2 separate regions of the Mus musculus genome follow, and region 1 is linked to region 2. Evidence: chromatin contacts called from public HiChIP or PLAC-seq data. All regions are on one chromosome and are shown on one strand. The core of a region is the stretch at or near the end of the contact, and the rest is flanking DNA. Distances in the headings are between cores, read along the strand shown.

Region 1 (7,872 bases), core at 745-3,244, 230 kb before region 2:
TCCCTGTGATCATCAAGAGAAGCAAGTCAAGCGCAGATGTTTGAGTGCAGTCTCCAGCTTTGTAAGGTTGGGGAATGTAAAGTGTCTACAGGAAGGTTCTGTTTATATTTAAACGACGAGGGATCCTCTCCATTTACCCTGGAAAACGAACCTATCTGGTAAGTGTAGAATGATTGAAGTTCAAGTCAGTCTGTCTGTCTGTCTATCTATCTGTGTGGTTGTACATGTGTGTCCTGGAGTACCTGTATATATGTGTGGAGACCAGAGCACAGCCTTTGGATGCTTTTCTTAGGCTCCATCTATGTTATGGTTTGTTTTATGAGAGTGTCTCACACCAGCCTGGAATTTGCAGAGTACCTAAGGCTAGCTGGCAACTCTCAGGAATATGTCTGTCTCTAACTGCCAGCTCTGGAACTACAAGTGCATGCCATTGTATGTGTATTCGTGTGTGTGTGTATGTGTGTGCGTGCACACACGTGCACGCGTGCGTGCATGTGCGTACGAGTGCGGGTGTGCGAGTGTGTTCTGGGTATGACACTGCTTCCGGGTTCCTCTGCTTCCATCTAAGACCTTTCCCTAGTCTTCCCATTTAAATGTTGACTGCCAGTTCTAGCACAATTGATGTGGAAGATTGAGTTGGGATCTCATTCTTGAGTATAGATTTTTCCTCGGGATTTTTGCTTTACAGAGTAATTGGACGTATTAGCTCAGTGCATTGGGAGTTTGTCCTGATTGCTTGTTCTTGCTGGACAAGCGGCAGCCCTGGAGATGCTCACATCCAGGCTGCTGTAGCTGATGTGAGGGTGGCACATAGGTTGTCTGGCAGGAGGCCAGTCCATCTAAACCTTCCACTGCAGGGAAAGCTCGTAAGCTGAAGCAGACATTGCCAGTTCCACTTTCTTCCTCTGAGAAAGTCCCATTCTGCTCAAGGCCAGCACTGTCAAGTTTGACTTCCTTTCTGTAGTTGTGGGAGAAGTAAACACCTCTTGTGTTGCTGTGTGTGATATATTGTGTTTCTGCTGATCATAGCTGAGGGAAAGAGAGGCTGGTCAGTTAGAACCGGATTGCTGCTGCATACCGGGAGTAAGGGCACAAAGGAAGAAAAAAAAAACGACTAGTCTTCAATTTTTCTTGGTGTGTGTGTGTGTGTGTGTGTGTGCACGCTCGCGTGAACACGTGCGTGTGTGTACCTGTGTGTACATGTACTTCTGCTGCACACATGGAGGCTAGAGGAAATCTTTGGTGCCATTCTCAGGAACACTGTACACTTCATTTGAGACAGGTTCTCTCCTTGGCCCAGAGCTCACTGCTAAGGCCAGACTGGCCAGCGAGCCTGTCTCTAACCCCTCAGTGCTAATTACAAGTGCACCTGCCATTTTTATGTGGTTCTTAGGGATTGAACTCAGGTCCTACTTGAAGGGCCTTTGTTGACTGAGCCGTCTCTCCAGACCCTTGAGTTTCTTTCATTATGTATATCATTTATTATCATGTTATTTATATCCCATTATCATACTGGGATAATGCAACTCTTTATTTTGCTCATTGTAAATTTAATATTTTAGTTTTTGTCCCTACTACCTTAAAATTGAAGTTTTTTTCATGGTTAAACTAGTATAGAATTTAGCCTTTCATAGCATCAAGATTTTTCTGAGTACTTAACTTCCTTCAGACTTGGTCCTTTCTAGTTCTTACAAAAACCATTGACTGTGAAGGTCTTTTGACTTGTATGCTAATTAACAGCCATTTGACATTGGATACTGTTCGAAGAGCACAGAATAGATGACACCCTTCTCTTTTGTGTCTGTATATATCTTTGGGATGGGGTGCATTGAACTAGGGGGCAGGCAGAAGGTGTAAATGCAAAATGGTGGTGTGTTAAAGAGCTTGAGGCATTTGGGAAGAGTAAAAGCTGGGCTTTGTTGTAATTGTTCTTCAGTAATACCCTCTGCCTGCCTTGCTGCATCTGGTGGGAGGAGCCTCGTGGCTTTCCGGTGTTGGGGCACCCACCAACGCCTCAGCACTGCCTGCAAGGTTCCAGCGCTCGCTGCAGGACCTTGGCTGTGGATAGTTTGTTTTCCGTGTTCCTTCAGTGCCTTTCCTCATGATGCTCAGTGGATTCAACTCTCTGTTTAGATCACTGCAGTGAGTTGGGCTGATGTTTTCGAGGCGCAGTTGGCTCTCAGTCTGAGTTTCCCCCTGCATCTTAGCTGTGGGTACTCTGCTGTGTAGTTGCAACTGCTTGGCCATGCAGCCTTCATTCAGCAGAGAAAGAGGGGGCAGGACCTGTCTGCTGCAGAGGAGGAAAGGGCGGGACCTGCTTACTACAGAGGAGGAGGGGGCGGGACCTGTTTACTACAGAGGAGGAGGGGCTGGACCTATCAACTACAGAGGAGGAGGGATATGACCTGTCTGCAGAGGAGGAGGGGGCGGGATCTATCAACTGTAGAGGAAGACGGGGAGGGGCTTATTTATTTCAGAAAAAGATGAGGCAGGAACTGTCTGCAGTGGAGGAGGGGCGGGTCCTAACAAACTGCAGAGGAAGAAGGGAGGGGTGGGACTTGTCTGTTGGAGAAGAGGTGGGGATGGGACCTGTCTGCTGCAGAGGAAGAAGGGCAGAACCTGCCTGCTGCAGAGTGGGGAGAGGGCGGGGCCTGTCTACTGCAGAGGAAGACCTGCTCCAAGGCTTCATCAGTATGCACCATTTTACTTAACAGTGAGATTTATTTATTTTAGCACTCATTAAACTATAACAGGCAGAAAACACTGATTGTGGAAATTGAGAGCCTTATGTCCACTGTACAGAGAAAACGATTGGTATAAATATCTCAAGACAAAATATTTCAGGGTATCATCCATATATATAGATCACAGATATGCTCATTAAAAAAAGCATTGATGTTAGTAGGGTCTCAATTGTGTCTTTCTCTGCCCCACCAGATTCATATACCTGTTCTGTGCCTTTGCCACCAGAGCCAGCTCTATCGTGTTGCCCAGGCAAGGTGTAGGGCTCCCTCTCCAGAGTTCTGCAGCTAGAAAGGAGCAGGGCCACCTCTCTGGCTCTTGACCTTGGAGGATGTTCACCCGCCTGCTGCAGGCATTGAGGGGTGAGGTGGGGGGAGAGCTTCTCTTCCCTGCCCCTACCACCCTACAGCAGATGAGAGGCGGGGTCAGCTTCCCACTCTCACACCCTCTGGTCAGCCCACCCACTCCCCTGCAGTCAGGGTCAGCTCTACTGTGTTACCCAGGCAAGGGGTGGGGCCATATCAGCACAGTGCCTCAGGCAGCCATCCAGACCAAGGATATCTGCATGGGCTTTGATCTCAACTGCCATAAGACCTTGGACCTAGATTTACACCCCCCCCCCCCCCGACCCCCACCCCTGCAGCAGCATGGCCCTCAGATATCCCACATAGTCTCTGGTGGCAGCCCAGCCCAGATATCTGCTTGGCTTTTGGTGGTAACTCGGGCCACAGACATTGACACAGATGCCAGCTGCAACAGGACGGCCGACCCATACTTGGGCCTTGGTGGCAGGTACCTGGATGCCTTTCTTCCAGCCACTTCAGGGGCCAGTGGAACCAGGGCTGGCATTTGGGGCCACATCTCATTCTTAATAGTGTTTCATCTTATGTATGCAACATTTTGTGTTTATGTATTCATTTACTCATTCATTCATTCATGTTTTTTGAGACAGGGTTTCTTTGTGTAGCTTGACTGTCCTGGAACTTGCTCTGTAGACCAGGCTGATCTTGAACTCACAGGGATCCTTCTGCCTCTGCCTCCCAAGTGCTGGGAAATTTTTCATTTATTTTTATTTTATGTGCATTGGTTGGTGTCTTGCCTGCATGCATGTCTGTGTGAGGGTTCAGATGGCCTGGAACTGGAGTTACAGTTGTGAGCTGCTGTGTAGGTGCTGAACATGGAACCTGGGTCGTTTGGAAAAGCAGCCAGTGCTCTTAACCTCTGTGCCATCTCTCCAGCCCTGGAACATTTCATTTAATCAGTACTCATGATTGCTCCCCACCCCCCACTCCCATTATGGTAAGCATCCTTATATACGTGTTGTACATGCTTATCAGATTGCTTTTGTTGCTTCTAGACCTGGAATAGTTAGATCAGGGAATACTTACTTTTTTTTTTTTTTCCTCGAGAGGGTTTCTCTGTGTAGCCTTGGCTATCCTGGAACTCACGCTGAGGACCAGGCTGGCCTCGAACTCAGAAATTTGCCTGCCTCTGCCTTGCAAGTGCTGGGATTAAAGGCGTACGCCACCACGCCCGGCGGAATACTTACTTTTAAAGGGTCTTGGTCTATATTGTGGATTGTTTGGCAGAAAATAAGGAGTTTAAAAAAATTCAAGAGAAGAGCTATTAGATGGCTCAGTGGGTAAGGGTGCTCGCCACCAAGCCTGATGATGTTAGTTCAATCCCCAGTGCCTACGTGGTGGAAGTTGATAATTGACTCATATCCTCTGACCTTCACGTCTGTGTTGTGGCATGTGCTCCTGTCTCTGTCCCCCTATAATAATGCGTTTAAAAACATTTCTCAAGGCAAGCAAGTTTGTGTTCTCCCCCTGTTGAAGGGTGGCCTTCAGTTTCGCCCTCTGTTCAGCTGCTGATGGGGTTCCCTGTTAATCAGATTGCAGAGACTTGGATCCTGGTCTGCTTTGGCGAGTACATCAGCCTTGGTCTAGCCTCTGCTTCTGGAAGCTTTAGCATTCTTCCATGTCCTGGGAGAATTCTGAAATGTTCCACTGAAAGGATGGAATGTGTTTGTTCTGGGAGGTCTTCGCCCTTTTAGGGCTGGGATGGCTGTTTCTTGCAGATTCAGAAGGAGAGAGCAGCAGACCCAAGGACAGAGGAGTGTAACCAGATGAGTGTGGTTGCTACTGCTCCACTCCAGCCCTGCCCTCTCTGCAGGGTGGGCGATCACATCGCTCTCCTCGCCTTGGAGAGCAGCTCTGGTTTTCTGGCTTTTTCAGAGGAGCATTTGTTGTTTTTATACAGAGACTATGTAATTATTGTAGAAAATTCAGAGATTAAAGAGAAACAAACAACCCATAACCCAGCAGGCTGGGAATCACCACCACTTAATGTGCAGTGTATTGCTTTGTAATGATTTTCTCTGCATGTGCAAATATTAAAAGTGGGATCATACTCTAGAAGTCTCTGATGTCCTTTTAACTTCTACTTTATTAGAAACAATTTCTTATATTCGGAACAGCTTTTAAAATATGATTAAATATATACATCATATATGTCCATTGTTAGGCATTACTATAATTTTTTAGATACTGCTGTTGTTAATACATTTAGATTGTTGTAAATTAGATTTACACCAAAGTACTGGGTGACTACACAGTTATTTTTGTAGGCCTGATTCATAAAAGTGAATTATTAAGGCAAGAAGGACTTTTCTTTCTTAAATTGTATTTTAAGACTGGTTTTCACTATGTAGCCCAGGCTAGCCTCAAACTTGTGCTCCTCATGCCTCGGCTTCTAGTGTGCTCTTGATAGAAGTGATTTTAAAAGTTTATTCTTTTTTTTTAATGCATTATTAGACCTTCATTTACACACACACACACACACACACACACACACACACACTCAACCCCACAGTCATGCACTGCTGCCCCTGGAGGCCAGAAAGAGGGTGTTGGATCCCCTGGAACTGGAGTTAGAGATGATTGTGAGCTGCCACGGGATGATAGGATCTAAACCTATGTCCTCTGGAAGAACATCAAGCGCTCTTAACCACTGACCCATCTCTCTAGACACAGAAGGAAGTTTTTAAAAAGCCTTTAATTCATAGCACTATATTTGTTTATTTGTTTACTTATTTTCCAGACATGGTTTTTTCTGTGTAGCTCTGTCTGTCCTGAGACTCATTCTGTAGACCAGGTTGGCTTCCAACTCTGAGATCCCCCTGCCTCTGACTCCTGAGTGCTTGGGATTAAAGCTGTGTGCCACCACTGCCTGGCTTTAATTAACTAATTTATTTTAAACAACATCCGTCTGTTTAGTGTGTGTGCGTGATCATGTACCCATGCATGCTTGTCAAGTGCACTGTGGAGCTCGGGGACAGTTTGTAGGAGTTGGCTTTCCTGTTTCACCACATGCAACCTGGCATTGAACTCACTGAACTTGACGGCAGTTGCCTTTACCTGCTCAGCCGTCTTACCAGCCTTTACTTCCTTATTTCTTGTTTCACTAACAAGATGTTGCGGGGGAGATGAACCTGCACACAGCCTTTTTCTCTGTAGCTTTGCCTATGACTTTTACGTGTAGATATTCTTGCCTGAGGTCAGATATTCACACGCTCTTTGGTTCCTAGGGTCTTTTGTCTATCTTCTTCCTTTTCTGTCTAGGGATCAGCAAATAATAACCTGTGGGTCAAATCTCTTCTCCCATTTGTTTTTATAAATAGCATTTTATTGTCCAGCTACTTTTTTGCTTATTTACACAGCAGTCTGGTGCTTTAGCAGTGGCGGAGTTGTGCTGTTAAGACAGACACTCATAATGCTTAGCAGTAGATTAAGAGCATTTGCTGGCTGGCCTCATAGAAGCTTGCTGTTCCAGTCGACTTCAGATATCCTTATGTGCATGCTTTAACTGAGATACTAATTGGATCCCTACTTCCCTACTCCCCCCCCCCACTCTCCACTTCCCCCAACCCTTGTGGAAAGCCCACTCCATACTCATTGTTACTCTCTCATGCATTGGTCTTTGCCTGCATGTACCAGAGAAGGCAGAGTTCTTACCCAACTCCCAGTTTAACTGCACTATAGAAAAAAAAACACACACACACATATATATATATGCATTTTATAAAAAAGATTTATTCATTTTATATATGTGAATACACTGTCACTGTCTTCAAATATACCAGAAGACAGCATCAGATCCCATTACAGATGGTTGTGAGCCACTATGTGGTTGCTGGGAATTGAACTCAGGACCTCTGGAAGAGCAGTCAGTGCTCTTAACCACTGAGCCATCTCTCCAGCCCCGTAATTCGTATTTTTTAAAATATAGTATAAACAGGGGACTGGAGAGATGGTTCAGTGGTTATGAGTACTTACCACGCACCCCCCCCCCCCCCCGCTCCCAGGACCTCTGTTCTGTTCCCAGCTCCCACATCAGGTCATTTACAATTTTCTGTGACTCCAATTTCAGGGAATCCAACATCCTACTTATACCCCCACCCCAACTATTCATAAAATCACTGAATCTTTAAAAAATACTAGAATAAACAGGTTATGCAGCATAAGTTACTGTACTAAGTACTTTTTTGAAGTTATAGACAGAGATTTGACATATAAGTGGTCTGATAGAGCATGCATTGGCTAGAATCCTGGAGCTAAGGGTTAGCTTTTGAGTATATTTGCAAATTCCCACATTAAGGGAAATAGCCTGTTCATAAAGCAGATCACACTAGTATTTATAGGGATTCTTGGTTTATTCTGACAAAAGAAAAATTCCATTCTAGCAGCTGCATCCTCCAGTAATCTTGGTTTGTTTCTCCATTTTCCTGTCTTTACTAACACAGGAATGTCAGCAGATAGAACAAAGGGGTCAGAGATGGTTCCAAAGAATACAGACAGACCTACAAATGTACACAGGCAGCCACAAATGCACTGCGCATGTGTGCGTGCATACACATGAACACATACACACAGAGGCACATGCATACATACACTCACACAGATAACACACAGGTGTGCGTGCACACACACATACATACACGTACACACACATAAACACATACATACACACAAACACACACATACATACACACACACATAGACACAAACACACACTCTCTCACACTCACACACACTCTCTCTCTCACACACACACACACACACACACACA
Region 2 (7,878 bases), core at 2,194-4,693:
TTGCTTGGTTCTGTAGCTGACATTTACATAAACCAAATAAGATAATGATATGTATTGGGTATTGATTTTAGGGTTATCCTTTAATCATTCACAAAAGACTATTATGAAACATGCCATAAATACTACCAGTTCTGACCATGCAAAAGTGAGAGAGAAGAGAGAGAGAATCAGACCTTGTTAGATGAAAGACTTCAGTACCCTCCCTTTGGAAAGCAAGAAAACATTATCAAGACAAATAATTACATATATAAAGTTATTGAAAAGCACAGGTGCAGATCTAAAATCAAAACAGTAAAACTATTTAATTGAAAGGGTGTGGGGAGGTGCTATAAAAGAAGAACTTTAATTGGTCATAATGTCCTTTTCACAGTAGCAGGTCATTACATAAAGTTTAGAGCTAATACATCTTGATACAGAAGCATAATTTTGTTATTTACAATTACAGAGGTTAATTTCTATAAGAACAAATGACAAGACAGTAGTTGCTGTGAAAGCAAGCAGCCCCAGAAGATCCAAGAAGTGTCTAGAGCACAAATCAGTGGAGGTGGGAAGTAGACTGGTAGTTAGCTGGGGCTTGGGGAAATGGGATTATTGGCAGTGGTGGCACCATATATAGGGCTTCTTCTGGGGTAATGAAAATGTTCTAAAGTCAACTGAGGTGACAGTTGTACAGCTCTATAAATATACCTAAAACACTGTCTGGTACATAAATGAAATATTTTAATTTACTTCTTTAAGAATTTCAAACAAGAATAGTGTATTTATTTATATCATCCCTCTCTCTCTTATCCCCCCATTCATGACCTCTCTTCTATAACTATCATTACATGTGTGCACATGAGTACATGCATGTGTGTGCATGTGTGTATTCGTATGTGCATGTTTGTGTAACATACAAAGAGATTCAGCCTACTGAGTCTGGTCTCTTATTGGTTTTGGAAACTTCATATTTTGGAAGTGGACTAGTACGTTCTTGTGACATTCATTGTCTTTCCCCTTAATTTGTTAGGGACAGGAATTTTCCAGAATCAGTATTATGACTGTCTTGGCCTCTTCTGTCTAGGGCATGATGTCACGTCTTATTCTTGGTGAGGTTGACCTGGGCCACTTGGTCAAGATGGTATCAAGTTATGACTTTTCTCTTTAAAGTCAACATCTTAGGGAGGTGAAGCTAAGGTAAAGAATTGTTAGTGGTGAGCTATCGCGTGTGACAGACAGCTTGGGCCTGTTTCTCAGCAACATCTCCCCAGATGCGTTTTCCTCAGACCAAATGACTTTGCTTTCCTAATGCTTCAAATTCCCCTCCTCAACCTCCCCAGAGCTGATGTCCTTAGAGGAGAGAGAGGCAGAGGCTGTGTGAAGATGAAGTAGTGGCCGCAGCAGGGACCACAGGTATCATCAGGAGCTGGCAGATGCCAGAAAGGATCCTCCCTGGAGCTCTCAGAGGGAGCACAGGGCCCTGCCTGGTTAATACTTCTGCCTCCAGAACCAGGAGATGGTACCATTCTGGTATTTTTAAGCTGCTGAACCTTTTGATCTGTTAGAGAAGCTAAGACCTGGAAGAGTGAGGTCAAAGAAGAGGCCCACACAGTGTGACTCTCAGTGTAGAGGACATAGACTCCCAGATCTGCTGTCCTCACCCAGCACCAAGGAGCAACCCAGCCTGCAGGACACAGAACACATGCTCGGTGGACATAGGACCATGCTGTTTCCGTTTGTCCGGTGCACAGGCCCTAGCACTTGACCGTGGAGGTGATAAATGAGCCCTGCTCCAGTGAGGGTAAGCAGAAGAGACACAGCACAGGCCTCCTGAGCACCAAGTCACCAGCTGCTGTCCGGGGCCCCAGAGTTTCTGATTCCGTGCATGAATGGGGTAGATGTTGATAATGAATCAGGACCACACTGGAAACCTGATTGCAAGCCGGAGTGCTTCCACGGACATCCTAAGATGTGCGAAGCTTATGACCTCAACAACACAAAGTTCACCCTGCAGAGGAAACAACCAAAGGAAACCTCACCTCTCTGTCGCCACCACTGGCCAGCACCCGGTGTCTGCTCTCCCTTCCCATTGGCCAAGGCAACACCTCCCACCTTATGCAGTCACTAATCTTTCAGCGAACTCAGCTGTTACCCTGGGAGTAGCAACAGTTCAAGGGTAAAAGGAGCGTCTTCCTCCCAAAAGTCAGGGAAGGCAGGGCCGCTGCCTTTGAGAAAGGGCTTCCTGTGCTCCACCCCCACCCCCACCTCCCAGCAGGGTGGCTGGGAGTTCCTAAGGGCAGGTGATTGAATAAACAAAGCGAATGTGGAAGACTCATCAACCCTTAAAGGGTGTTCTGACCCATGCAAGAATATGGCTGAGCCTGGAGAACACTTTGCTAACTGGAAGAAGCCACAGAACAGAGGATCTGCACAGTCTGCCCACACAAGACACCTGGTGGTCGGGGTGGGGGTGTCTGACTCAAGAAGTAAAGTATTGACAACCAGAGACTGGGGAAGCCACGGCAGAGCTGTTGTTTAAAGGCCACGGAGCTTCAGCTTGGAAGATGAAGTTCTGTAGCCGGGACGATGTTGGTGAATGTACTTAATGCTCAGGATGGTCACTGAATACTGTATACATCACACGGACAAAGACAACTGTGGGGTGTGAGAGGGATAACTGAGCACTGGGGAGGAAGAAACAGAGAAATTGAGATGGTAGATGAGCTGAGGCTGGGGAGGCAGTCTCTTTCTCAATAAATAAATGAATAAATAAACAAATGATTGAAACCCATTTTCATGTCCCATCTTTAATGCTCCCCTGTAAACATCCAGAGCCTTAACTTCTTCAAGGCTGACCAGAAAGCAGAAAAATGGCCAGGCCAAGTATTACAATCTTGTAATCGCAGAGCTGGGGAGGAGAGATGCAGGAGGGTCAGGACGCTAGGTCTCTGGCTGCACAGCAAGTTCAAGGACACAGACACAAACTGCTATAGTCCCTTTATGCTTCCCCAAACAAGGTAGAGCGGTTCTCTGAGCTGTTGTTTGTTAAGTGGGATCCCAGCGGCGGCCCAAGCCCTTTAGACTGCCAAACATGCAAGTCCTGCTTTCTTGACTCAGTAAGTCCTAGCATGGTGCCTGGCGACCCGCTTATCAACCACAGATCAACCGGATCAATCAAGCCTCCTAGTGACCACTCACAAAGGGAGTCCGTGGCCCCAGATCCCTGCCACCACCTCCCCCTACGCCCACCCCGTTACTTGGGACAGCTTCATCTGTCCTGCTCCAGAGGGTCTGGGACCAGCGTCCTAGGGACAGGTATCCTGCAGCAGGGTTAAGCGATGTTAGCCTCGGTTCCTTCAAGGGTGGAGCCCAGCCGGCCCCGCCTTGCACTCCTACAGTCACACAGGTAGCCAGCTGGGCAGGGCCTGGAAACAAAGTAAGGGAGGCTGAACTCCTGCTTGCCAGTCGCCCGTCCGGAGCCTTGGAGCCACCACAATGGGTACGTGAGCACGGGCAGCTGGGGCGGGGTCGTCGGGATCAGGGACACTTCTGTCGCAGGGAGATTGCGGAGCAGGTGCCACCGGGGGATAGGGAACGACTCCTCACTGGCCGCAGGGAACCGACTGGTTGGAGGCTGGAAACCTGGGCAGGAGGTAGCCACTCTTGACGTTTCCTCCGAGGTGGTCAGACGCCAAGGTTGGGGGAATAAACGCACTACTCTCCGCCCTCCTACCTCTTAGACTCTCGGGTTTTCATTCTCTCGGTGCCAAGTGTCTGTGGCCTTGGAGTTGAGTGCTTTCTGCCGGTGATGGCAGGAAGGGCGTACTGGGGGCCTCAGGGCGCAACATGGAACTTTGGTTCTGTGCTTGCCTCTAGCAAAGAGGGTGACCCTGGAATTCTCATGGGAATCCCTGGCGCCTCTCTGTACCGTTCCTGGTTCTACTGCTGTCCTCAGAAAAGGCACACGAGACGAGAGTAGGAGTATCAGCCTATGAACTAAGAGGCAGCTCGGTGCCTGCCCTGCTTCAAAGTAAGCTGCCTCTGGGAGTAACTTAGAACCACAGACCTTGAGGCCACCGGTCCCCCTAAAGCTGGGGTAACAAGCTGACTCCCCCAAAATTCCGCTTTGATGGCCAACCCCTGCTTCTCGGGCTTCATGGACACTGGCAGCAGAGCTCCAGCTTGGTCTCCCTGCATCGTGTTCATGTTGCCCCTTGCTAGCCTTTTGTTCCTGCCTCAGTACAGAGCGCCCATGGGGGCCTGGTGACCCCCTGGGTCACAGCAGGAGTTTGAGAAGTAGCAGCAAGGGAGTGAGTCACACCTTGAACTTTGGCTGTAGCAAATTGCTGTTCGGAACAGATTTCTCATGTCATTTGAGATGAACAGCATCAGACTACATACTGCACCCAGCTTCTAAGAGGGGCTCCGGATCCCCCTCCCGGCTGCCGCTTGTACCTTGCAGAGAGCCGCCTTAAGATGCTTGTATTGGACTCTGATGCCAGGTCCCCAAGTTACCACAGGATCTGCTTTGTGTGAGATGCATTTTGCCCTTCTAACAGATAGCTCTGGTGGGAAGAAAAGAATACAGAACTGTTGGACGCATAGTGTTCCAAAGCAATGGGTGTTTCCTTATTGAACTAACTGGTCCTCTGCTGGAGTTTTGCTTGGCATGGGAATAGGGACCAGTGACTTGTAATCAAATCAGGCTTTGATTTGTGGATGTCTCAGCTTTTCAATATCAAGAGCAAGGAAATGGAAAAGATAATTAAAAGTTATAGTGACTCCCCCTGGTGAAAACAATGGTTGGCAGTTAGAGCTCGTCAGAATTGTTTCAGGTGCCATGTGATAGACTGTAACCCTAGGAATACTTGTGGAATGGAAGGAGCAGGAAGCAGTTCTTAGAGAAATGGGTGCCCTGAGCCACTGACTTCCTCCTGTGTGGTTCATGCCAGGGACCTCACTCCCCCTGGGAATCCAGGGGACGAAGTAATGAATGACTAGGAAGGAGAGAGACAGACATGGCACCCACAGACTATGCAGTAAATGGGATGTGGGCACCCATGACTGAACCTAAACACCCATGGTTGAAATCTTAAATTTTGACTTTTTTTTTTTAAGATTTATTTATTTATTTTATGTATGTGAGTACACTGTAGCTGTACAGATGGTTGTAAGCCTTCATGTGGTTGTTGGGAATTGAATTTTTTTGGACCTCTGCTGGCTCCGGTTAACCCCACGTGCTCAGTCCCTGCTTGCTCAGGATATTATACATAAGTACACTGTAGCTGACTTCAGATGCACCAGAAGAGGACGTCAGATACCTTTACGGATGGTTGTGAGTCACCATGTGGTTGCTGGGATTTGAACTCTCGTCCTTCGGAAGAGCAGTCAGTGCTCTTACCCGCTGAGCCATCTCGCCAGCCCATTTGACTTGTTTTTAAGTAGAGACCAGCACTCTCCTGGGCTCTGTCCTTGGTGTAGAAGCAACCTCAGACACTCAGTAAACATGTAGGTGGAGCTGTCCCAATAAAACCAGTTACAGGTGTTGATGTCAACTTGTGTATGGTTCCTTTTCACCTTTAATTGTCTTTTTTAAAAAATATTCCTTTTAAATTTTTATTGAATTTTATTTACTGATTGTGTATGTGTGTGTGCACATACCAGAGCCATCTTTGTTTTTGAGACAAAGTCTTATTCTGTAGCTCAGGCTGGTTGAGACCTGAACTATGCAGCCCAGACTAGCCTCAAACTCATAGCAATCCTCCTGCTTCAACCTTCCAAGTGTTGAGATTACAAGTGTGAGCCAACACACCTGGCATTTATATATTTCTCTATGTGCTCACAAAACAGCCTTCAATCTTTTCAATTATTTAAAAACAATATATATCACTCTTGGCTCCTGAGCTGGAGGCAGCCCCGAGCCTCTGAACTTTGCCTGAAGATATGGGTGATGAAAGAGAGGCTGTTGGCTCACTGATCTCTTGGGCTGTCTGCTGGAAAGAAGTCTCTGAATAACAAAAACTCTCCCAGGCTGGGAGAGGCCTCAAGGAGGAGAGAGCAGCCACAGCACCTTTGGGAGGCTGAGGAGACTTTCATTAAAGCTTTCTAAGACATAATCTCTTTCCTGTTATTAAATTCCTCTTATTTAAAACTTAGCAAAAGGCTGTGCTGGGTTTGATGGGGCTAAAATACACATTTCACACTCTAGCCTCGAAAACTATGGCTGCTGTTCCCTCAAGTACTTGACTCTGAGGACTGGGTACAAGAGTCAAGTTCCTTGAAGGAAACTCCCTTCCAGCTCCCAGGGCTGAGAAGTCGGCTTCCTTAGCAAATCATGCTCTGCTGCATGCCTTCCTCTGATCTCAGCCTTGTTTATGTGCCTTGGGAGTGTCTCCAAGTCATCCTCTTGCTTGGGTGTGAAAAGATGAGCCAGCCTTGCAGGTGCCTCCCTCCCGGCCATTTAAAAGTCCTTCCCTATTCTCAATCAAAGTGCAGGGCCAAAGTGCCCAGGAAACTGGTGTCCTGCTCCAACCTGGGAGTGAGCCATGGGCTGCCAGTATCCCTTGGAGACTTGGAAATGGGAGCTGAGGCCTGGCTCTTGCTGACAATCTCTAAGTTCACTTTTATCTTCTTGTTTGTTTATTTTGAGATGACAGAATCATGATTCTAATGCTTCATAGCTGAAAAATGATCTTAAACTTCTGATCTTCTTGCTTCTGCTTCCCAACTGTTGGGATTATAGATGTGCACCACCCATTTTGTGTGGTGTGCACAATCAAATCCAAGACTTTGCCCATGCTAAGCAAGCATAATGCCAATTGTGCTCCATCCCTAGACTGGCTTCTGTCTTGAGCACACACCCCATCTCCTAGATGAATACTACCCCTAGGGTCCTGGCTCTGTGGGAGTGGGGTGTGGGAGCCAAGGATTGTCATGTTCATAGTGTCCTGGCTGCTGGCCCTAGCACCATACTCTGAGAATAACAGCTTACAGTGACTCTGAGTGATCATAACTGACAACACTTTCTCCTCCTTGTTCCCTTACCCATGTCAAAACGTTGCTATCTTGGTCTAGAAATTAGACTGTGGTAATCGGTAATAATTAGTCCAGCCTGCCCCTGGGTACATACGGGTATGTGTCTGTTGTGATGGGTAGATTTGTGGCTGTTTGAAAAATGGCGGTAGAGACAGGGAGAATCAAAGTGAAGTTCTGACCCTCTGGGGCTGGCAGAGTGGACCTAAAGTCCCTGTTTATCCAGATGTTCACTCCCTATGGAAGGCCATAGAATAATCCTACATCCTCAGGGCAGAATCCAAAACTCGTAGAAACACTTCCTCTTGGTTGTTGTTGAGGTAAACGAGACCACACAAAGCAGCCATAAATATGGAGTCATTCCCCTAAGCTGTGGTGCTGCTGTTCACACTTCCACAGCATCTCTAGGTGGAAGAGAATCTTTTCTCAATTTCTTGGATTTTCTGATTTTTAACTTCCCTACGGCTCTTGAAATCACTGAAGCATCCCACAAAGTGCAGAGAACAAATAGATCAAGCACCTATGCATTTGGCTTGTCTAGCTTCCAGGAGAGTTCCCCTGCAGAAGGGCAGGCTCCCATTCTTTCCTCTAAGGAGAACCACTCTGGATGGAATGGCCGGGTACCATCTGTTAGTAGAAGCTGGGACTGCTCAACCCCCCTGTGTTCTCACTCTGGGCCCAGAGCTCCATTACACAATAGCAAGTGGAGTCTGTCCCTTGCAGGAGGGAAAGTGGGTAGGTGTCTCAGGTGAGCTGATAAGGAAACGAAAACAAGGGTGACTTCTGAGGGACATCTTCACATTCCTCCCTGATGACAGAGAACAGGCCAGTGTTACCAGGAGCCAGTGACAAGGACCGACTCATAGA

The links. HiChIP or PLAC-seq counts read pairs in DNA pulled down with a chosen protein or histone mark.
Region 1: a contact with region 2 is called in an H3K27ac HiChIP or PLAC-seq map of embryonic stem cells, with 5 read pairs. The contact joins the enhancer-like site here to the promoter of Slc15a1 in region 2. A contact is called at or near these places in 2 of 484 Hi-C or Micro-C datasets (both in embryonic stem cells), 1 of 115 datasets of contacts at active chromatin or transcription factors (embryonic stem cells) and 2 of 9 other capture datasets (embryonic stem cells and liver).

What each region holds. Positions count from the first base shown.
Region 1 is chr14:121,726,498-121,734,369 of GRCm38.p6, reverse strand. It overlaps a transcript of Dock9 not described here. Among named protein-coding and RNA genes, the nearest start is that of Dock9, 32 kb to the right of the region's middle. Within about 2 kb of position 1,994, at least 116 of the 459 cell types and tissues checked have an H3K27ac peak or open chromatin away from gene starts, as enhancers often do. A contact at or near this core is called in embryonic stem cells, where this site is marked.
Region 2 is chr14:121,500,819-121,508,696 of GRCm38.p6, reverse strand. Slc15a1 (solute carrier family 15 (oligopeptide transporter), member 1) reads left to right here and starts at 3,443. Exons shown (of 23, transcript NM_053079.2): 1 at 3,443-3,478. The coding sequence starts at 3,475.